Linked DNA regions of Gossypium arboreum: region 2 is linked to region 1. A link is a contact called in public Hi-C data. All regions are on one chromosome and are shown on one strand. Each heading gives the region's core, a stretch centred on a gene start, on an enhancer-like site or on the middle of the called end of the contact. The rest is flanking DNA. Distances are from core to core; before and after follow the strand shown.

Region 1 (3,806 bases), core at 117-2,616:
AAGCAATATAAAATGCAATATAAAATTGATTTTAGTTACCTATAGGTCGGATTATGAGACTAGGTTTCCTGTATGAAAATACTAATTAAAATATGAACTGGGGTCTGAATTCTAGTGTCTGTAAACAACTATTTTGCGTGTAATTGGGTTTTAATTAAGTAAACAAACAAAAACATGTTATGGGGAATAGGGAAGAGGAAATCATTCTTGGATTTTGTTTTTAGGATGATTTTGAGGGTATTTTTAGGGTTTGAATGTGGAAAAAAAATTGAGAGGAAAGAGGAAAGAGAAGGAGGTTGTATTTTGGGGGTATGAAGAAGTGAAGTGAGAGTGACCTGGAAAAGACACGGCCACAGTCACAAGAATGGCCCCGGGTGCCACAAGTCTTGAGATGAGCCTTGTAATCAGACTGAACAGCGTAACCTTTAGAGCATTTCTCGCAAACCCACTGTTTCTGATTGCTGTGTTTCCGCCGGAAATGTTTCTTGATGCCAACCAGATCACCTAAAGCATGGCAAGGGTCATGATGCAAGCAGGTTGGCTCGGGGCAAACGAACACCCTCTTCTTCACCTCTTGTGATTCCCTTTTCAGCAGCTTCCATGGCACCTTATGCCTTCTCCTATGCATTTGCAGGTTCTGGTCTCTTTGAAACCCTTGGTTGCAGATCTCACAAACATATCTATCCGATTCCAGCAACGTTTTCGGAGATAAAGAAACCACCTCTGCATCAGGATCTACAAACACAAAATCAATTCAATTATGAACAAAACAAAAAACAAAAGAATAGGGTATTTAACTAATGAATTAAAACATATAAGCTAGTACAACCTGGGGTGCCTGCTGGCTTTCTTTTTCTTTTATGGGTGGCCCCATTTTCCAAAGGAGTGAGGGGATCAGAGGAGGAAGATGGAAGGGGTGCAGCAGAAATTGAAGAGTTGTCTAACATAGTGATGGTTTGCAGTTCACTATATGTGTGGTGTGGGTGATGGAGTTTGAAGTGAAAAAACAAATCAATCAATCTTGCTTTAGCTGTACAGGTGGTGGAGGGCTTGGCTTGGAGTAGCTAGTGGGGGAGAGGAAATTCAGCTTTCCTGATAATACTACACAAAGGAAAATGGGGATCAGAGAGAGAGGGAAGGGAACATGGAGAAGAAGAAAAAGCTATTGCTTTCTGCCATCAACTTTCTATCTTTTAAGCTTTATTTAAAAAAAGTTTTCTTGGTTTTGCTGTTTCAATTAGACCCCCACCATGAACAGGTAAGGTTGAGGCAAGTCTTACTTATAAAGCTCCTTTGAATGAGAGAGAGGAGGAGAGGGGGCTGATTCAATCACAAATGCTTGTGTTTTGGGAGCCCACACCCACATAATAACACACAGGCATTTGGACAGGAACAAAAAAACATCCTCACAACAAAACAAACTGTCATTATTCAATCACACAGTAATTTGCATGAATTTATTTCTTTATTATTCATATATTATTCCTATTTGTATATATGAATAGTAACTGCAGGCCACACCACCCTTCCATTTCCACCTGACCTCTTTTTTTTTTCATTTCCCTTTTGTGAGAAAAAGTTGAGATGTAAATCTTGGGGGGAGGGGTGAAAATGGATTATTTGTTTGATTAAGCAAAATGTAAACTAAAACCCTAAATTAGTACTGTTTTCTTTCAGTTTTTCTAAAGATGAGGGAAACAAGATTTGTCACTTTCAAGAAGGTTGAAATCATTTCTATAAGAGATTTTTTTTTTCTTTCTTTTTCTTTTAGTTATTTAAAATCTCCTCCCCCATCCTTCAAAATTTGCCCTATTTCTCATTATGTAACTCTTTCTCCAATAAAGAAAAAGGGATATTGGAACCCTAATAATTCTATTTGCCAGAAAGTTACTGTTATATCACTCAGCTAATGAGTTCAAAAAAGTTATTGTGGTAGATACTGATTTTGGCTATACATATAAAAAAAAGTTGAAAAAATAAAGTTTTGAATGAAAAATATTTGAGCTAGAGATAGAATTAGAGTGATGAAATTCAACTCAATTGAAGAACCTATCTACATTGTGATATTATTTTATTTTGATATATTATATATAAGATCATATTGACTGTATATGAAATAGGTTTGCATGGGTTCCAACAAACACTCGTATTCTTTTATCATAAAACATCGTTAATTATCATCATGGAATTGTGTAAACCCTATAGAGGTTTAAATAATATATCGATAAATATTAACAGAATCTTTTACTACCCCACTTATTCAATCAACATTTTAATTCAATTATCAAATAACTAAATTTTAGTAGAATCAACTTCTATATTTTTATTTTAATCATTTAAAACAATTCACTTATAACCAGAGGCAAAATTTGAAATTTTTTAAGGGACTAAAATTAAATTGTAATTTTGTGATAGTAAAAATACAATTTCACCATTTTAATAGTCTATATCTTTATAATTTTAAATGATTAAATCAAAATTTTATCATTTTAAGGGGTTAAAGTATAATTTTACTTTTACTAATTTAAAATTTTAAAGGGCTTAAATGAAAAGTTTTCCATGTTGAGGAGATGGGGCTCCTGCCATCCCCACACAGTAAGAATAGTTATGAAGTACATTTCTCTTATTAAATTACTTCTTTATAACAATATATTATTTAAAAATTTAAGTAAAATTATAATTTTAGCATATAAATAAGTCTATTAATTATAATTTATTAATAAAAATGATCTTAATTAAAATATTATTCCAATAAAAAATTAAATTTTACATGAAAAATTTATTAATTATATTTTATTAAATAAAATGATCTTCAATGAGTGAAATTAAAAATATTAATTCAATAAACTATTAAATTTTTAATTAAATATTTTACAATAAATTTAGAATATCATAAACTTATAAATTGATCTCATGTATATATTTTTAAAGGTAGATAAGTTATACTAATTAATTGAACTCGTTAGTTTTATGAACTTCATAATTAATTATGTGAAAGAATGTAAAATAAAATATACATAAAAGTAATAATTTTGCACATGCTATACACATTTTAGTTTTGTTTGATTTGATTCTCACTTTATTTCTATTTTGAACATAATTCTCACTTATTTTATATGGTATGATATGGTAAGTTTAAAATAATTATCTGGTTATAACAACATGTTATTATAAGTATATAACAGACAAAACTTTAAGAAATAAACATAGATGTTATAGAAAAATTGATAGTAATAATTTGTATTATATGAATTTTGATGGTAATACTAATATTTGCATTTGTGTTATTACTGTATCTGAAATTATTAGATCTATAGTAGCTACCTTTAATCACTGGCTTAAAGCAGCTACATAGGATAGAGACATGTTATTAATAAGCGTTGTGCCAAAATATATAGTGTTTTTAATGCATTTTAAAACTAATTAATAATATTTAGTTTTAAACATTAATTAGGTTTTCTAATTTTGAAATTGAAGGCTCTATTATTAGTATATTAAATAGTTATCATATCATACTGGATGTAATCTATTCATAATTTTTGTGGTGATAAATAAAAATGTTAATTATTTATTTAGAAAAATGCTTGTTATAAGAACCAGAGCTGCTCATCATTTTAAACTTTTCTCGTCGGCATGATGGAGACATTTGTTCGCTATCTTTTTAACCAACCAAAGATAAGAAATATGAATTATTACAAATTAATAAGTCATGTTTCACAATTTGTATTGAAAATTCAATGAATTATATTAGACAACTATTTATAGATGTCACAACCCACTAAACGCCAACTGCTAAAACAATTTAA
Region 2 (4,113 bases), core at 1,476-3,975, 960 kb after region 1:
AGCCACAACATATGCCGGTATACTCAGCCACTAGTAGGACATACAGGACCAACATCCGGATCACATAACATGAAACCTTAGTGACATGTCACTTGTATCCTAATCTATTCCTAAGGTTCAATTGGGATTTCTCGCTTGCCAAATCGTTGTCAAATGTGTTCGTAAGGTCGATTACACAATTTATGCATAAATTAAATCATTTAAAGCACATTTAAAGCAAAACTTATTTAACATGCGAACTTACCTCGGTTACAAAATCGGCCAAAAGGACCTATTCGTCAAATACTTTTTTTCCCCCAATCTACACTCGAAATTCATTTTCTTGATCTATAATACCATATTGAACTTATTTAATCATCACATTATTCAATCAGCCCAAAAACACATTATGGCAAAATTTACATTTTTCATCCTAACTTTTCAACCTTTTAACAATTTAGTTCTTAGGCTTGTAAAATGAATTTCTTTCAATGTCTTCACAACCCAAGCCTAGCTGAATGTTTTTTATACTCATAACAGCCCACAATTTTCGTTTATTCATACTTTTCTATACATTTTATAGACTTTTACAAATAAGTCCCTATTTGACGTTTTTACCTAAAATCACTTTACAAAAGTCATTTAACAAACATCAAACATGCATTTTCTACCATCAAACATCAAAATACAAGCATATTCAACATGGTTAAAATTTTAGACTTTAATTTTCTTTCAAATTAGTCCTTGAAATAGCTAAATCAAGTTACAACGATCTCAAAAATATAAAAATCGTTAAAAACGGGACAAGAACGGACTTACAATCAAGATTGAAAGCTTGGCCAAACCCTAGCTATGTCTCCTCTTCTAATTTTCGGCTATGGGGGACTAAATTGAAGAAGATGACATCATTTATTTAGTTATTTTGCCTTTATTTACCAAGTTACCTATTTACCCCTCACTTAAACTTTGAAATTTTACCTACTCTATTTCCATTTTTGTCTATCCTAGTGTATAATGGTCTAATTACCATTTAAGGCCTCTAATTTATAATTTCATAACAATTTACTACCTTTAGCCTATAGAACTCAAATTTTGCACCTATTGCAATTTAGTCCTTCTAGTCAAATTGAGTACTCAATCGATAAAATTTTTTAACGAAATTTTCACAAAATTATTCTATTATGCTATAGACCTTAAAGAAACAGTAAAATAAATATTTCTGCTTCGGATTTGTAGTCTCGAAACCACTATTTTGATTTGACCCAAAAACGGGCTATTACAAGTATGGAATGTTAATTTTTTTTAGGTGCCTTGGAGGGCATATTGGATCATTTTGAATATAATGTTATGTTTGAATTTGAATTTTTCATTGAGGTGCCAATTGTGGCATATTGGTTAGACACTTAGGATGATTGTTATAAGTGATATTTGTGGTATGCCTTGGTTGATGCTTTTCAGGTCTATAATTATATCTATGGTTACCATTTGAGCTTTAGGTGTTTTGGGCATGAAATGGACATTTTAAATATTGGTCTTTACCATTTCTGAACTTAAGTATCGATATTTTGGCATTTGGTATTGATACTTGATCATATGAAGAATTTTAAAACAAATAGAATGCCAGAATGGTATTAGTATTTTTTCATCAAATATCAATACTAGAAAATAATGTCGATACCCTTATTTCGCATAACAAACAAAATCGTGATTTGGTATCGGTATTTAATATGATATCAATACCCATTCATTACATATCAATATCAACTTTAAAAGTTTAAAATTTTAAAATTTTACAATTGAATCCTATTTCATGCTTGAATTACACAATTCAGTCCTTGCAAACTTTAAATTATTACATTTCATAATATGTGAATGGAATTTATATACATTGCATATAATTTTTTGTATTTGCTTGTAACATCTTATTACTCGGGTTCGATGATCGGACTAGGTAAGAGATGTTACAAATTTCACCCATCCGTGCATGTATTATACCCTTAGATTTCTAGATGACCTTTTAGCTAGGATGTTGGCCTTTTCTTTCTCGTGATGTAGTAGGCAGTTGACTTAAGCTGGAAATGAGTAATGTGTATTCTATCAAATAAATTAATATTATTTAACCATTTAAAAAGATTTCACATGTTAATCAACTAAAAATTTGATTGAATTTCACCCTTTTAATCTTTGATCAAAATCTCCAATGCAAGTAGATTATGGTACATTCAAAATATTAGTGAAAAATTTTATAAAAAAATGATATAATACTAAATGTTTCTTGATTGAAATAGTAAAAATAAAATTTTAAAAATTATGTTTTTAGTTCAAATCTGTATAGATTTTTTTAGATTTATCAAAAGATATAAATACTATTGATTAGTTTATAAAATGAATAAATTTTAAAACTTGATTGATGACATTTGATGGGGATTATAAATTATATAGATAAAAAGAAAAGAGAAGGGAAGGCAGATATTGATAGAAATCTATTGACTATCTTTGTTTTCCATTGTTATAAAATCACATATTTGTCCACATACAAAATGTAGAAAAGAGATATAACAAGTTTTCCTTTTTGTTTGTTTGTTCAAAGGCATATGGCCTACACTCATCCAATAACTTTTTTAGATTATATTTATCTCTAATTAAAATGATTTTATTTATAATTTTCTTTTGATGTTTTTATATTATTTTTAAAAAAGTGAAACTCCTGATATATATAAATCCCCTTTGATAGATGCACATTTTTAGGTCTTTCCCATTCTCTCTCTTGATTTTTTTGGGCTTTCTTTTCTCTCTCTTTCTCTTTCGTAGTTTATTTTTTTGCCTTCGCAGGTTTCTCTCTCCTCTCTCTTTCTCTCTCCAGAAAGGGCAAACCCTAAAGAGTCGTTTACACCCCCTCTAAGTAAGTTTTCTCTCTCCTCTCACTTTCCTTTCCCCTCTTTTCTCTTTCTTTGCTTTCTCTTTCTAACAGTTTTTGAATATATGGGTCCTTCCATGCTTATTCTTTGTACTATTAAAACTTTTCATATGTATTCTCATTTATTTATTTGTTTGTCTGTTTGTTTGTTCGAGCTCTGGAGGTGAAATTTATGAAAGGAGATCTAAAGGATGTTATAAAGTTTCCATTTTGAAAGCCCTGATACTGCCATAAAAGAAAAACCCAAACTTTATTTTTTTTTCCTTTTTCAAGATTTTGTTTTTGGTCTATAATAGTAGATCTGATTATGGGTTACGATGCGTGCAAAGATTGGACTTTGGGGAAATGTGGGGAATTGGAAATTATTTTGAATCTCAAATTTTCCATCTTTCTGTTTGGTATCTTTAAATTTCTATTTCTGCTGCTTTGGGGATCTTAGATTTTTCCAAATCTGCTATATACATATTTACTGTGGATTTAGATCTTTCGTTTCCATATCATGGATCTGCGATACTGTGAAGGCCGCTCATTGGGGGCTTTTTTCAATTTCCTCCCAATTGAGAGTTAGAAAATGTAACATATTTGCCCCTTTTTGTTTTCTTGGGAATCAAACGGATCTTTGAATTTTGAATGTTGGTTCTTGTCTGATCTTTTATTTGCTTTCATATGTATTTTGATGTGGCTGAATCTTGCTTCATTCATGTAAATGTGTTAGATTGCTTATTTGAAACATTGTTTTTTGTTTGAATGTCTGTCTTTAGTGTTGTTATGTTTTTTTCATGGTCTTTGTGGGTTCTTTAATGGGAATGTTAAGCAGGATTTGAATGGCATTTATGGAATAATGTGAATCATGTTAAAAGTTTAATCATTTTGTTCTTGTTGTTGGTGGCTATGTATAGCTTCATGGATGACGATGCGTTGAACATGCGTAATTGGGGTTACTATGAGCCATCCTTTAAAGGACATCTTGGTCTGCAGCTTATGTCAAGCATGGCTGAGCGGGACACAAAGTCTTTTATTCCAATGCGCGATCCGAATCTCATGGTTACTCCCAATGCTGCCTTTCACCCACGCGACTGCATTGTTTCGGAGGCTCCTATCCCCATGAATTATGTTAGGGATAGATGGATTAGCCAGAGAGAAAAGTTTTTTAACATGTTACCGGGTATTTCTCCTAACTACGGCATTCTGCCTGAAACTTCAGCTGCTCATTCGCT

The links. A called contact is a pair of places that touch in the nucleus more often than the background predicts.
Region 2: a Hi-C map of leaf shows a contact between it and region 1, with 3 times the contacts expected there. The contact joins the promoter of LOC108476238 here to the promoter of LOC108487572 in region 1. A contact is called at or near these places in 2 of 5 Hi-C or Micro-C datasets (both in leaf).

The regions. Positions count from the first base shown.
Region 1 is chr1:44,557,492-44,561,297 of ASM2569848v2, forward strand. LOC108487572 (zinc finger protein SHOOT GRAVITROPISM 5-like) reads right to left here and starts at 1,367. Exons shown (of 3, transcript XM_017791945.2): 1 at 830-1,367; 2 at 336-735. The coding sequence starts at 947.
Region 2 is chr1:45,519,131-45,523,243 of ASM2569848v2, forward strand. It overlaps LOC108476238 (protein BASIC PENTACYSTEINE2), which reads left to right and starts at 2,726. Exons shown (of 2, transcript XM_017778387.2): 1 at 2,726-2,881; 2 at 3,796-4,113. The coding sequence starts at 3,800.